3 separate regions of the Mus musculus genome follow, and all the other regions are linked to region 1. A link is a contact called in public Hi-C data. All regions are on one chromosome and are shown on one strand. The core of a region is the stretch at or near the end of the contact, and the rest is flanking DNA. Distances in the headings are between cores, read along the strand shown. Region 1 overlaps Kcnk10 (potassium channel, subfamily K, member 10). Region 2 overlaps Ptpn21 (protein tyrosine phosphatase, non-receptor type 21). Region 3 has its middle 54 kb from the start of Gpr65.

Region 1 (5,156 bases), core at 689-3,188:
AGAACATTCGTCAGCATCACTTAAAAACATATCATCAGCTGGTATCAAAACTTATGTTTTGTGGGAATCTATGATTTTTTTTTTAACATTCAGGAGGGATTTTCATACCATAAAAGCTGAGCACACTGGCTTTTAAAACCAGTGCTCTGCTTTTGTTTCATTCTGGTATTTTTTCCTCATAAAGTTAACATTTTAAAAATTATATATATATATATATATATATATATATATATATATATATATATATATATATGTAGTGTGTGTGTGTGTGTGTGTGTGTGTGTGTGTGTACGTGCACTCCTGCACATGCTCACATGGAGATAAGAGGCTAATTTGCACTGTTGTTTTTTTCTCTTTCAACCCTGTAAATATTGGGGATAGAACTCAGTATGCCTGGTTTGGTAGGAAGCGCCTTTGTCACCTTGCTGACTGTATAGCCCCATCTCTTTTTGGCCATAGAAACCCTTATGCTGAGGTTTTCTTTCCCAATAAAACTATCCTGGGAGGGGTGCTCTTCTGAGAGCTGGCTCACTGGTTAAGAGCACATACTGCCCTTGCAGAGGGCCTGGCAGAATTAAGTTCCCAGCTCCCATGTTGAGTGACTTAAAACCAGTTATGAACTCCAGTTTGAGAGGAATCTGGCGCCCTCTTCTGGCTGCCACAGGCACTGCATACATGTGCACGTACACATGTAGCCAGTTAAAAATGAAAATAATCTTGAAAATATCTAAGGTACTAGTTAAATATCAATTTTATTATTTTATTGTAGTGATGTAACAGAGCATGAGGCAAACCACCCCAACCATTCTCAAGTGTCCAGTTCAGTGGTAGTAATTACGTTCTGAAAACACAGGTATATACACCACAATTCACAACAGTAGCAAAATTACAGTCATGAAATGGCAACGAAAATAACTCTATGGTCGGGGCAGGGTGTCATCACAACATGAGGAACTGTATTAAAAGGTCACAGCCTTGCGAAGGTTGAGAACCGCTGATGTAGGGGGAGCCACAGAAGGGACCATAACAGAAGGAAATAGACTGGCAGGCAGCAGGGCTTATGCCTTCGACAGAATTGCAGTGGTCAGCCATTGCTCTGGGAGGAGAAACCGTGTGAGCCTTGATTCAGAGAACTCTTTGGGAAGGCAAGTATGGGGAGAAAGGTACATATAACTGGCTGGTCGTTAGAGTTGGTTGTCTTCTCAGGTGCTCCATTCCCTGACCTCGCATTCTGCAAACTCACCTGTCCTTCACTGTTTCCAACCGTCTATGCAGAAACCCTACTACCTTAAAGAGATTCTGGGGTGAAAAAACATAGACATTCACTTTAACCACCGGCCAATTTGCCTCTCCGCTTGTCTGTGCTTTTGTTGTGCCTTAAATACAGGACACATTGCAATTTTGTTTGCTGAGGTCCAAGGCTGCATTCCCAGGGCTCCCTTGCAGTTTCCACCGTTTCTCTACTTAGTGATGTTCCATTTGTTTCTTTCCACATTTTGTGGCAGAAGGGTATTTGGCTGTGAGCAACAGCAACCATTCTCCCGCATGAGCCTAGGATGTGGTTAGAAGAAACGGATCGGGAATTGTTACCATTGGGGTTGAGCTGTCTACCAATCTACTCCTGGATCTACTGACTGGGCACAAGTGTGTGTGTGTATGTGTGTGTGTGTGTGTGTTTGCATTCCATGGGCCTTTCCCTTCTAGAGCTGATGCTGCTTTGTAGATTAATTCAGACAATTAGAAGCAGGGATATGCATCATCCATTTTTAAAAAGGAAAAGGAACTGCTATGTGATTTTAAAAATAGGGTGCAAGAAGCTTTGGTGTGCTTTCTTGAAAAAGAAAAAGAAAAGAATTTTACTAAGTACCGTAACAGAGTTGGCACCGAGAGTGAAGAGGAAAGCAAATAGCAACATTTAGAATGAAGTGCATGGCATATAAATGCCATATGGTGTGCTTGCAGGGTTAGTACTGCTTCCTTGGCATCCATCCTGACATTGCTTCTTGCCTCTGCTGCTCTTTAATCAAGTCTCAGTCCCTCTTTGCCTGTTGACTCTGCTATGAGATTGGAGTGGGTCTCTTGCCTGCTAAGCCTTTGGAGGCTCGTCAACCTTTTCCTCAAGGAAGAGGGGAAGAGACTTGTCCAGATGGCTACATAAATATCGGACACTTGCTTCCATGAACTGCCGTCAGATGGTTTTTGGAATTGATGGGATTGTCTCCTGCCTAGAAAATGGGCGTGTATCCCTTCCTGCCTGCTTTCGTTCTTTATTTAATGTACACAGCCATGGCAGCGTAGCGGGGACTGAGGCATCCTGAGGAATTCTTTTCAGAGGCCTAATCTGAAGTGAAGCTGGATTCTTAGTCTGTCTACAGAAAAGAATTCTTGGATGAGTTCACAAGAAGCAGAGTGGAGTTACTAAGAGGAGATGTTACATAGCTTTGAAGCACGGTAGTAACCAGGCACTCATGGAAGAGATAGCACACACTCGTGTGAATGTGGGCTTCTTACAGGAGCCATGCTTAAGTGTCTTAGAAGCATTATACACACACTTTTGTTTCCTCTAAAGTTAAACCCATAGTGCTTATTACAAACTGTATTTATGTGCCATGGAATGTGTGTGCACGTGCTCACACACACGTGTATAGTGGCTCCAGAAATGTCTTGGATAGGATTGAAGTCTGACAAAACCATGCATCTTGAGGGTTGTCCAGGGAAGTAAAGGTATGATTTTTACTATAAATGTGTGTGTGTGACAGTGACATTTATTGGCATAGAGCTTGGAGCTTGGAGATAGGAGATAGGAGTGCCTATACAGTCTTAAGCATGGCCTATTGATGTTTCAATATTCTTATCAGGGACATATTTTAATAAAAGGGATATTGTCTCTGTGCAGGCAGCCTTTACACCTTAGCTGGTGATGCAGTCTAGGCTCTGGGGTTCAGGAATCCTTTCCTGACCCATTGCTACAGGAACAAGCGTGAGTCTAGTGTGCAGGGGCCAGAGCGTCCTGGTTGTTGTGTCTCTTTTAAATGACTTTTGTAGACACATGGGCCACAGGTGATGAAGAGGGAGATCAGAGGAGCCTGGAGGCATGTCGAGCATCCTGTGGCCTGGCACTAAGAGGGCAAAGGGGAAAAGGGGTGAATCTGGGCCCACGTGATCTTTTATGGGCTCTTAAGTTAGTACTCGCCTCTTGCAAGTTTGCAAACTGTTGGGGGCATGCTCCCTGGCTTGAACAAAGCCTTTGGTGTCTTGAATGAGAATTTGAACACTTGGTCCCCAGCTGGTGGCACAATGTGGGGAAGCTTTGCTAGAGGGAGTGTGTCCCTTGGGATGCGTCTTCAAACTCTCCGCATCACTTCCAGTTGGCTCATTGGGCGTGGCGTGTTTGGCTCCTAGTTTCATACTCCTGCCGATTGCTGCTATGCTATCCCTTTACGATGGACTTTCCTCCCCCTGAAACTCTAAGCTGATACAGATTCTTTCTTCCTTAAGTTGCCTTGGTCATAGCATTTTGCCATGGCAACAGAAAAGTAGCGAGTGTAAAGTGCAAGCGACCCAGTAGGTGTGTCTGCTCTTCCAGTTGCTGGCACCTTTCCTATGTTCATTTCTGGAACTACTTCCTTGCTTATCATTCTCCTGCCTCACCAGGCCCTTTCCCCCTCAGTTTCTCTACCCTGCAGTGATCACACATTTTTAGCTTTTGTACTTCTAGCAATGTCTTAGATTCAGATTATTAAAGTTCATGATTAAGCGTCAGAAAACCACATCAGCCAGATTTCATGGAAAGATCATATTGACAAAAAAATTTTAAAATCATTTTAGGCACATGGATGTTTTGTCTGCACTCATATCTTCGTGCCTGGTATCCACAGGAGCCATTAGATCCCCCTGGGACTGGAGCTAAAGAGGACTGTGCGCTACCATGTTGGAGCTGTGAATCAAAGAGCAATGAGTTCTCTTAACTGCTGAGCCATCTCTCAAAATTCTATGAATAAATATTTTAAAAAGCTTTTCTCAGTGAAACCTTTTTTTCCCAAAGGAAGAACCTGTGTACTGTGTTTCGGGAGAGTGCTCTGCTTGACCACAGAAAGTTCAAATGGCCCAGGTGTTTACAGCGGATGTCTCAGACGCTGTCCTGGGACTTGTGTGGTACCCAACACACACACACACACACACACACACACACACACACACACCTGCCTCCTACTGTGTGTTAGTTCCTCAGTTCAGGAGCCCCAAACTCCCATTGCACCCTACCTACAGGTTCAACATCATTTGTGTGGCCCTCTTGGAGTTGTGAAATTGACACCTGGTATCCCTGTCAGCTTAAGAGCTGTGTGATGTCAGACACCCCCCCTCTCCTCTGCCCCTGATTTGCCCTACTGTTTACAGGAGCTGCCACAAAGCTGGCTACTCAAAGAACTATTAATCCACAATTGGGTAGATAAGTAAGAGAAGAATATTATTAGATCTAGCCACACATATCTTGATATAGAAAATGATGTCATATGCAAATAAATGCCAGTAGAGGGAGAGAGATCTTAACTTTTGAAGGATGGCTGTTATGGAGAGATGCTGGTCCACCAGGGGAGCCAACTCCCACCCAGTAATGCTTGTTACACACTGTATTTATATGCTAGTCTTTTGTCGCATCCGGTGACACTGAGAAGTGTAACTTTTCAGACCTGTCAATTTCCTTAACATATATAATTTGTTTCCACTTGGTAGTTTAGAAACACATAAAACTCCCATTTCAGAAAATGCTAGGACATTTTTTATTACATTGAAATAGAACATTGTAGATAGTCCAACTTACCAGATACATTTAAAAAAAACTCACGATTATTTCCTAAATTATGACATGAAGGCAAAATGAAGGTAACTTATAATAAAAACTGTGTTTCGGTAATAAATGCTTGGTCATGAAATTTTAGGTGAGTGAGAAGATGAGCTAGTGAGCCTCCAAACACATTAGCTTTCAAGGCAGACGGCTCGGGCTCGGGTAGGCTGTACTGGTGACTTGGAAGCCACCAGGGATTATTTTTCCCCTATAGATGAGTTTTTCCAAAATGGAGAATAACTCTCAGTCACATCAAATCGATTAAAGACCAACCTTATCAGAACTTACCTTGTTCAAGCCTGGAGAGGTG
Region 2 (5,156 bases), core at 997-3,496, 220 kb before region 1:
GGACTAGCTCCCAAATGATACTGTCCTGCCATCATTCTGATTTGACTGTTTGTGGTGAGCATCGCCCTCCATGACAACTGTGCTAGCCCAGCTAAGCACAGTGGACTCCAGTGGACAGCACCCCAGGGTGGGGTTGTGTGCTCTAGTTTCCATCTCAAGCCTGTGACGGACAGGACTTTTGTCAAGTTTGCCCCAATGGTACGCTGTTTGAAGAGGCTTTCCTGTCACCTGAGCATTTGGAAATTTCCCACTGACAAGAACATTGTAAAACAAAACTTTAATTAAAGAGTAATATATGGCATGTTCGTGTTCCTGTTGCAATACTTTGATAAGTAAATTCCTACGGGGCAGCATTATACCGTTTCAATCTGTCACCCTTCAAATGTCACATCCTTGACATCACTTCTTCGGAACATTAATTTTGAACTTAATTACAGCTAGCAAATGAGAATTTCTGAGTGAAAATAACTCTACGTTATTGTATTTAGGAACAATATAGTTTTCAAGGGCCAAATCAAAATTAGGGTTTAAAGGTTTACTGTGCCTGAGTTGAGAACGTTACTGGCACACATGTTGCCAAATGTATGCAGTGCTTCATGGCTCACTAAGGATTTTAGTTCCTTGATAGTATTGATGTCAAACCAAAGTTATCAAGATGTACATTTCCACAAAAATAGGTTGTAAACCAATGTTTGTACTAGTTAACTTTGGTATTTCTGGCCTCGGTGTTCCTGATTACTGGGGGCTTTTACTGGCATTGCTGTAGTTTTGAGGCCAAGCACCTTGATTTTAGAGCATGGACTAGAACTGTAACCGGTCATCGTTTTCCTCAGGAGCTCCTACTGCGAAGCGCTTAGAAAGCCATAGACTTCAGTATTTAAAACTTTTTGGCAAGACAGATGTGCTCCCTTAGAAACTTCCAGAAAGAGAGATGCCTACCTAGGAACACAGAGGGGAGGGCAAGGGTGTTGATATAGCACTGTGTTCACATCATGGCGTGGCTGATTCATTTCACAGAGGCAGAGACTCTTCCCTTTTGCTTGCAGTGTAGAGATAGAAGTTGTTTAATATATGTATTATATATGTATATAATATATAAATTATATAAAGTATATCTTATATATGTAATATATATTATATACAATACTTATATAATATATACTATGTTATATATTCATACACTCTTATAAATATTTCTTAATTATATGTTTTGTAAATATATCATTTATATATTATTTAAATAATGTTTATACATAATATATAATATACATATATGTGTACACGCACACACACACACATATAAAATGTTAAGACAGTGTAGTCTGTGATGGACTGGAGCGTACTCTGTAGACCAGGCTGGGCTTGAATTCCTTGAGACCTGCCTGCCTCTGCCTTCTGAGTGCTGGGGTTATAAGTAAGGCTTCCACCACCATGCCCGATTTAAATTATGCCTTTAAAGGAGACTCCTGGGTATAAATTTAGTAAGAAGAGAGCACATGAGACAAGATAAAGTGATCTTTTATTTGAAATTCATTTTTAAAAACTAAACCCCAGGTGGGTCTTTTTGGAGTGACAGCCGAGAGAACTTTCTATATCTCTGCTCTAGTCGTAGTAAGTGAGATTATGTCCAGGAAAGGGGAGGGTAAAGGCCACTCTGCAAGCCTGGGTTGGATAGAGATTGCAGAGAACATTTGATGGATTCTTTGGTTGCATTAGTGGCATCACCTGGGGATTTCTGTCAAATCTCAAACATTCTAAAGGCTCATTGCATGTAAACCACACAGTCACATTTACTTCTGCACACCATGCAGTAAGTCATTGTGTTAATTCCTTTGGTTTGTCCCCCAAAGCCATGGTGAAGGGGTAGGTGGGGAGTGTGAGGCCAGCAGAGAGGGGAGGTGAAAGGTAGGAATTGTAACCACCAAATCTCTGTTGTGTCCTCTGAGATCATAGAGCGAGCGGCTGCTTACTGCTGCACCCTGGTGGTGAGACAGGAGAATAAACTCTCTGCTCTGCCAGGCAACGAGGACTGAGACTCACAGGTCAGGCCAGATCAGTCCGAGGTTCATAGGAAAATTCACAGAAGTGGTTATCTCAGCATTTTCTGCAGGAACCTGAATGGTGCATGGGTGGTAAGGTGCCAGATGTGGGGCTTAGAGACGAAGCAAGCGTGAATACTGCCTGAGAATGTGGCTGTGAGGCGAGGTGAAAGGGTGAGTTAGCAAAGCACTCTACATTTCCCAGCATGCTTATCTACCACCCTCTTCCTGGACTGGTAGCTGGATTGAGATGGGAAGTTTATAGAGCCAGCAGAGGGGCACTGCCAAGTGCAACAGCGCCACCTGGAGGCTGTCTTTAGATCATCGCATGTGTATAGGAATCAGGTTTTAAACCATTAAGATTGGTGATGTGTGCTCACAAAATTAAAGCACCTTGAATAATTTGAAGTTCATGAACAGTTTTCAATATATTGACGATTAAGCTGTGGATAATAATATATCAAGAATGCGTGCATAAACGTGTGTGTTTGTGTGTGTGCCCGCGTGCCCCTGCGTGTGTATTCCTTATTGAAGCAGGACCAGTTTTATTTCTGGACCTTTACCTACTAAGCTATTTTACTACCCTTGGTTTTTAAACTGTACATTATTTTAGTTGTGAGATATGAATAATACCCACTTGAGCATGCACTTGAATTTTAAATTTTCACTTTTTAGTAAGGTACACATATTAGTGCTATGAAAAGGTATCAGATCACGTGGAAGTGATGGACATCGAGTGACTGATCTTTTTACTGCATTAGTTACTTTTCTGTTACCATAACAACACACCACGACTAAGGCAGCTTTTAAGGAAAGCATTTCACTGGGCTTAGAGTTTCAGGAGGTTAGAGTTCATGACTGCCATGCAGGGAACGCAGCAGCAGCAGGCAGGTGGTGCTGCAGCAGTAGCTGAAAGCTCACATCTTGCTCCACACGTAGGAGGCAGGGGGAGCTAACCTCGAAAAGCCTGTCCCCAGTGAGACGCCTCCTCCAGCAAGGCCACACCTCCTCATCCTTCACAAACAGTTGCCTTACTCACAGTATTTTATCATAGTGACAGAAAAGTAACAAAAAGAGTTGATGATGGCAGAGGAAAGGCAGGATGGCAAGAATAGCTGAGAGCTCTTGATGTACGAGTGCGAATGACACTGAGCCTTTTGAAACCTCAAGCTCAACAGACTCCTCCCCGCCTCTGCAAAACAGCATCTCCAATAAGGCCACACCTCTCAATCCTTCCTAAAAAGTTCCGTGAACTGGGGACCAAGTAGTCAACATAAGCCTCTAGGGGCCATTCACATTCTCATTCAAACCACTACATTTACAGTATTTTTCATGTAGAGTTAAAAAATGTAAAAAGAATTTTGGTAAATCTTAGAAATATCTATCTATGCATCACTCAAATTGTATATATTGTATGTAATATAATTTAAATTTTTGTTTATATAAAATATACACATTAATATTATAGTATATATTACATATATACACCTAATTTTAAATAACATCATAAGGGTATTAATGCTAATTACCAGACATGAGAAATACAAAGTTGGTCAGGGACAATTTATGAGATCACCAAACAACATAGGCTATTGTCATTGCCCTTGCTCTTGATTTCCTCCTAGAACTTGAATGTAAGTCCCTATTGTTGATGACACCACACACAATAGATACAGGACTTGGAGGAATCGAGCTGGGTCCAAGCTTCTCTCTGGAGTGGCATGGTACCAGAAGGAGCCATTGAAAGCTGAGAAGGAAGAAGAGTAATCAAGAATCCTATCCAGATGTGATACCTACGAGCCACAGAGAGGACCAGATCTGCAAGGTATTGCCAAAGGTACAACAGTGGCACGTAGACTGTGTGTGTGTGTGCATGGCAGTTTACAACTCCCGTCACTTAGGGAATCAGGGAAGGATCCAGAATTCTATGGTCATGGAGGAGCACTGATTATCAGCTTCTTCTCCATGGCTTGCTCAGCCTTTTTTCTCATACAACTCACCTGCCCAGGGGTGTGGTCCCACCCACATCAATCATTAATCAGGAAAATGTCCTGCAGGCCAACTTTGTGATGGCATTTTCTTAGTTGAGGTTCTCTCTTCCCAAATGACTAGCTTAGGTCAATTTGACATAACAACTAGCCAGAACAATTCAACTAACACACAAACGTATCACTATTTAGCTACAGCCTTTTGTGTTTACCCCCGAGATCTCATGTTAGTACCAATGTCTCAGTGAGTGTGGGATGTTGGTATGGAGTGGGGAGGTGGACGCAGTGCAAAGGGACCCATGGCTGCTGAGGCCATAGAACCTAGACAACCTACTCATGCCACTTTCCTAACCCAGTATAATTTCTAACTGCACCCTACATATTCATTCTTAAATCCACAGGTAAGTGTAGACCTCACCACCCATTAAACTAGCTGCACATTGCAGGAATTTCTACTACAGAAAGACACAATGTCAAATGCAGAGAACCGCTAATGGGCTGCCCAGCCCTAGCTGACATCACAATTCCTTCACCAGATCCCAAAGCTTAGGGAGGGGAAGATACGATCCAGAGGACGGGGATGTCTGCTGTGAGATTATGTTGTCTATATACGATAGGAAAGTTGATATCATAAACTCTCAATAGTATGGCTGCTCAAACAAGATCTGAACAATGAAAACACCAGTTGCCATCCCAAGGTAGAAGGGAGAAATCCTGTGTCTATATGAAGAGCTACAGGCAGTTTATAACTAAGAGGCTAGTTGACCTTCCTCAGGGATAACAGCTCTCTCTCTCTCTCTCTCTCTCTCTCTCTCTCTCTCTCTCTATATATATATATATATATATATATATATATATATATATATATATATAGTGTGTGTGTGTGTAATTTAAATTATAAATTTCAATAATGTTTGAATATCAATGATATACTACAGCAATTTGCCTGAAAAAAGTTAGTCTTAATAACAAGATTAAAAATATAAGAAACCTTAAATCCATATGAATTAATATTTTACTACGTTCTCCTTTTAAAACTGGGAGTTTGTGCCATGAAAATTAGCTGTCCTGCATCCCTGTTTCTTACCATTTTGCCTGTAAATCTTTACCTAGCCTCCTTTGGATAGGA
Region 3 (5,156 bases), core at 1,392-3,891, 140 kb after region 1:
AACACACAAATTTAAAGACTCAAAGTTTGGATTCATGAAATGAAATATGGACTATTTGTCTGCTGGACCTAGGTTAACATATTCAGTATATTTTCCCCCCAGTTCTGTCTAATCACCTGTGAATTTTGTTTATCCTTACAACCAGATAAAATTCCTTTTCACTATATATTCATCTGTTGATGGACATCAGGCAGATTCCACTTAGATATTGTGAACTGAGCACACCCTAACATGTAAATCCTTACCTTTGGTTTTTTTGGTTTTCTTGATGATAGCCATTCTGAATGGGGCAGTGAAAAATCTCACAGCATTGTAGTGTTTGGTCCATGTTGCTTGACTCCATGAACTTGGGAAGAACAAGGTAGCTCCAGGAGTGTATGGAGACTCTCATCACAGACAGTACTTGAATAAAAAAGGGGGGGGGGGAATCATAGCCAGATATAATCTTCAAACGCCTTCTTCCATTGACCCAGTTCTTCCAGTTAGACATCACGTCATGTTTCCACCATTTCCTAAAATAGTGCCACCAGCTGGAGTCCAGGTGTTCAAAGATTGACTCTGTAGACAGCATTTATATCAAAATCATAGCATGGAAGAGTTAACAGAACCTCGAGAGGCAGATACATTTGTTTCTCAAATGGGCAAACTACCCTTTCTAATCACTTGCTATAGGTAATAGTCTAACCTTCTTAACAAACTTCATTCAAAAACCCATGGAAATATTGTGATAGATTTTGTTACTATTTTAAAGGGAAGTAAGTGGTGAAATTTGTTTTTTAATGGGATTTGATCACTTTAGAAAACATAAGGCTCCCAGAAGCTTTGGGGGATTGTCTACTTGGTGACTCCAAAACATGTAAGTAGAAGCCCTCTAGTGGAAGGTTCCAGAATCACTCCTGTAATGACTACAAATGAGAGATTTATGCCCCTCCTTAGATTTGGGAACAAAACACCCATGGAAGGAGTTACAGAGACAAAGTTTGGAGCTGAGATGAAAGGATGGACCATGTAGAGACTGCCATATCCAGGGATCCACCCCATAATCAGCATCCAAACGCTGACACCATTGCATACACTAGCAAGATTTTATTGAAAGGACCCAGATGTAGCTGTCTCTTGTGAGACTATGCCGGGGCCTAGCAAACACAGAAGTGGATGCTCACAGTCAGCTAATGGATGGATCACAGGGCTCCCAATGGAGGAGCTAGAGAAAGTAGCCAAGGAGCTAAAGGGATCTGCAACCCTATAGGTGGAACAACATTATGAACTAACCAGTACCCCGGAGCTCTTGACTCTAGCTGCATATATATCAAAAGATGGCCTAGTCGGCCATCACTGGAAAGAGAGGCCCATTGGATTTGCAAACTTTATATGCCCCAGTACAGGGGAACACCAGGGCCAAAAAGGGGGAGTGGGTGGGCAGGGGAGTGGGGGTGGGTGGATATGGGGGACTTTTGGTATAGCATTGGAAATGTAAATGAGCTAAATACCTAATAAAAATGGAAAAAAAAACTGGCTGAAATCTGGTTGAAATGTACAGATCAGGTGAATGTGAAGAAGGATTTTTAAAATAAAGAGATGATAAAAAGTCAAAAAAAAAAAAGTACAGAATGCAATTGAGCTCCTAAGAGCAAGTTGGATCAAATATCTTTATTAGTAATACTCATCTGCAACATAGCTTGTGTTATCACTTTCTTATGTTTTTGTCAGTTTACCTGAAACAACCATTACTAGTCTCTGTAAATCTTAGGTGGATCAAGAATGGTGTGTGGTCTTTGGTACAGACACTGCCTTGATTTCTATCAATCTAGAACCAACTTTGATCAATTACTACATTGGCTCACAGTTGCTGGATGGCACAGGATAGTTGTAACTTCATGACTGAGAGTGAATCCCAACTGTTTCTGGTAAAGAACACATTTATAAAGCCTATTTTCACATTGTGGCAGGAGGTAATTGTCAATGACTGTAATGAATGAAACCAGTTTTCAGAATAGATTATTCAGAGGTCATTTGTAGAAAGACATCTAATCTTTATGTTCATAAACTGTCTTTGAGTCAATTTATCTCTCCTGATTTCAGCCATTTTGGAGCTTAGCTGTTTGCTCTACATAGAAAGAACACCAATCAATTATGTTAGACTTGATTATACCATCGGGAAGCACCTCCACTTCGGTTAAATAGTGGGAATTTCCCGAAATCATAATAATTAGCATGCCCATTACTAAAGTTACTTATTTTTCTAGATTCCTGGCACACCCACACCCAATGACCTCTGGTAATGTCTGGCCACAAGAGAAGTTCTCTAACACCCATCTTCTCTCCAAACCTTTCCTGCTTCTGTGACTTCTTCTAGTTTGTGTGCTAGTGGTGAGCTCCCTGCTCTCTTATCTATTTACCTTCCTTCCACTTTCTTCTTCCTCTTGTATTGAACCTGTTCTTTGGCTGAAGTTGCTCCTCTCCTTGCCTGTCTTTCCTTTAGCAAACCCGAACACTGGGATGCCGCTCAACACACTCCCTCACAGCTTCTTAATTTCCCAACTTCTCAGTTTTCCTCCTGAAACGTCCACTTCTGTCCATCTGGTCAGTTGGCCTTGTGTTTACATGCCTGTACCCTTGCCTTTCAAAGCCCGGAGCCTGAACTCTTTCCAAATAACCAAACAGCAACTGCTTCCCATTTTGATTCATTCTGCTCCTTGGTCTCACCTTACTCTAAGGGATTCCCCAACCTACTCCCCCTCTTTGGGGGCCTGGATAGCTCTTCCACCCTTGGTGTCAGCAGAGCTGTTGTCACTTTCTCAATCTCTATTTCCTACAGCCTTCTCATGCTCTTTTAGAGACTGTAGGTTAGTCACAACCTTCCAAACCCAAACAGATTTGCTCATAGGTGTCCTTTTTCGAAACAACAGAGTTCTGGACCCCATAACTGCTGTGAAAAAGAGGAATCCATCGTTTTCTATAGGATGCTGCTATGTAAACCAGTCTAGATTAGTCCTAGATGCAGCAAGGAAAATCAGTGCCCCAACCTGAACTCCCCTGATATTCTGCCTCTTTATGACAATGGCCTGACTATCTTCCTTCCTGAGATTTCTTAACTCTACTGATCTTTACATCCTATCTTCTCAGCTGCTTAACAAGTTGGCATCACTGAGAACTCCTTTACACAAAGCCCTCCCTCAAAGACACATTGACAACCTCTTTATCCAAATTTCTGATACCAGAGCCTGGGCCAAGACCCTTCTCATCCACCCTGCCCTTGTCCATCAGGAAAGAGTCATGAAAATGACCATGTCCCGTCCCCCCCCCTTTTTTTCCTATCTAATAGACAAAAGTCAGGAGGGATGGCCATGTCTGTGCTCTTTTGTGAAGCCCCTACATTTTGGTTCAACAGTAGTTTTGTCAGAATCCACAGTAATTTGGTCCCCAGAAGCAAAGAAACTTATTTTTCTAGATTCTTGACTTCTCTGCCTTTGAAACACACAGTAAGAGTCACTAGGAGAGAAGTATACTAGTCACATGGCATTATTTGACAGAATACTTACTGGATATTCCTAGTAACAGCCTAGTAACTACAGACTAAGAGTGGGAAGTGTGCCATTCCTCCCCTCTCTTCTTCCACTGAAGCCTAGGAGGTAGGTGCTCCATCTCTGCCATTTGCCATTTGGGCCTTCTACACTGCTGCCTTTCTGCCCATCTCTGGTATTGATAAAATAGATAAATCTCTTACCTAGAGATACATGCTGTCACAGTGTCCCCTCGAGCCTTATACCTGACAGTTTAGAGTTTCCCACTATGACCTTTGTTCATAATGTGTGTGCTGGTTTTCCCCATTGGCAGTTAAGTGCTACTGTGCAAGATTTCAGCCTCTTTGGTGCAAAGTTTCCTTCCACACAAAAAGACTAATAATAATATTTTCCTCTTAGTGTTGACACGAGAATTAAAAAGTGAAAATTCCTTAGCTCTGCTCAAGGAAAAACCAGTTGTTAAAAATACCAGCTATTGTCATGATTGCAAACAGCCCACAGAGGAATATAAAATCTTTAAAGTTAGCTTTCCTACAGCCTAAGTGCTAACAAAGTGACTCCATTTTCTTTTTTTTTAAATATTTTTTATTATTACGTATTTTCCTCAATTACATTTAGAATGCTATCCCAAAAGTCCCCCATACCCTCCCCCCTACTTCCCTACCCACCCATTCCCATTTTTTGGCCCTGGCATTCCCCTGTACTGGTGCATATAAAGTTTGCATGTCCAATGGGCCTCTCTTTCCAGTGATGGCCGGCTAGGCCATCTTTTGATACATATGCAGCTAGCGTCAAGAGCTCCGGGGTACTGGTTAGTTCATAATGTTGTTGCATCTACAGGGTTGCAGATCTCTTTAGCTCCTTGGATACTTTCTCTAGCTCCTCCATTGGGGGCCCTGTGATCCATCCAATAGCTGACTGTGAGCATCCACTTCTGTGTTTGCTAGGCCCTGGCATAGTCTCACAAGAGACAGCTATATCAGGGTCTTTTCAGCAAAATCTTGCTAGTGTATGCAATGGTGTCATCGTTTGGAGGCTAATTATGGGATGGATCTCTGGATATGGCAGTCTCTAGATGGTCCATACTTTTGTTTCAGCTCCAAACTTTGTCTCTGTAACTCCTTCCATGGGAAGACCAAAATGTGACTCCATTTTCTTAATGTTACTGAAGACAGTAAGAAGGGACTGGACTGGTGAACTTGTCTCAACTTGGACATATCAGTGGATTTTTATAAGATCAAAACTTAGTTTTCTGAGTAATTCCACATCAGCATAAACTATGGCATATAAAATAAGCATGGATTATGAAGGTAGTTATTAAACAGACACATTTATTTTTCAAATGCTTATTAAATAAGCTCAGTTTGGAATGTCTGAGTTGTCATTTTTTTGTTTTTTTTCCTGTCTACAGTTCAGCTTTTACCAGAACTTCCCTTTCCCATAGCCACTCTGGTTGAAACCAAGTCCCTGCATCTGTTCAGATCACAGAGAATGTTTTGGCATAAGCAGAAATCTATGCTTTGCTCTTTCTGTTTTAGATCATGTCTCATCTTCTTGTTCCTTAAAACTGTTGTCTCAGGGTTGGATTTCCTGTGAGCTCCCTTGAACAGACAATAGTTTTCTGCTCCCACG

Evidence for each region. Hi-C and Micro-C count contacts between places; a contact is called where the count stands out from the background.
Region 2: a contact with region 1 is called in a Hi-C map of cerebellum, with 2.0 times the contacts expected there. The contact joins two enhancer-like sites. A contact is called at or near these places in 1 of 484 Hi-C or Micro-C datasets (cerebellum) and 1 of 115 datasets of contacts at active chromatin or transcription factors (bone marrow-derived macrophages).
Region 3: a contact with region 1 is called in a Hi-C map of cerebellar granule neurons, with 1.7 times the contacts expected there. The contact joins two enhancer-like sites. A contact is called at or near these places in 1 of 39 promoter capture datasets (hippocampal neurons) and 9 of 484 Hi-C or Micro-C datasets (brain, cerebellar granule neurons, cerebellum and 5 more).

The regions. Positions count from the first base shown.
Region 1 is chr12:98,455,578-98,460,733 of GRCm38.p6, reverse strand. The region is part of intron 4 of Kcnk10 (potassium channel, subfamily K, member 10); the gene reads left to right. Among named protein-coding and RNA genes, the nearest start is that of Gm40893, 66 kb to the left of the region's middle. Within about 2 kb of position 1,938, at least 9 of the 459 cell types and tissues checked have an H3K27ac peak or open chromatin away from gene starts, as enhancers often do. A contact at or near this core is called in cerebellar granule neurons and cerebellum, where this site is marked.
Region 2 is chr12:98,671,886-98,677,041 of GRCm38.p6, reverse strand. Ptpn21 (protein tyrosine phosphatase, non-receptor type 21) reads left to right here. Exons shown (of 19, transcript NM_001146199.1): 19 at 1-301. Among named protein-coding and RNA genes, the nearest start is that of Spata7, 46 kb to the right of the region's middle. Within about 2 kb of position 2,246, at least 156 of the 459 cell types and tissues checked have an H3K27ac peak or open chromatin away from gene starts, as enhancers often do. A contact at or near this core is called in cerebellum, where this site is marked.
Region 3 is chr12:98,320,071-98,325,226 of GRCm38.p6, reverse strand. No RefSeq gene overlaps it. Among named protein-coding and RNA genes, the nearest start is that of Gpr65, 54 kb to the right of the region's middle. Within about 2 kb of position 2,641, at least 1 of the 459 cell types and tissues checked has an H3K27ac peak or open chromatin away from gene starts, as enhancers often do. A contact at or near this core is called in cerebellar granule neurons, where this site is marked.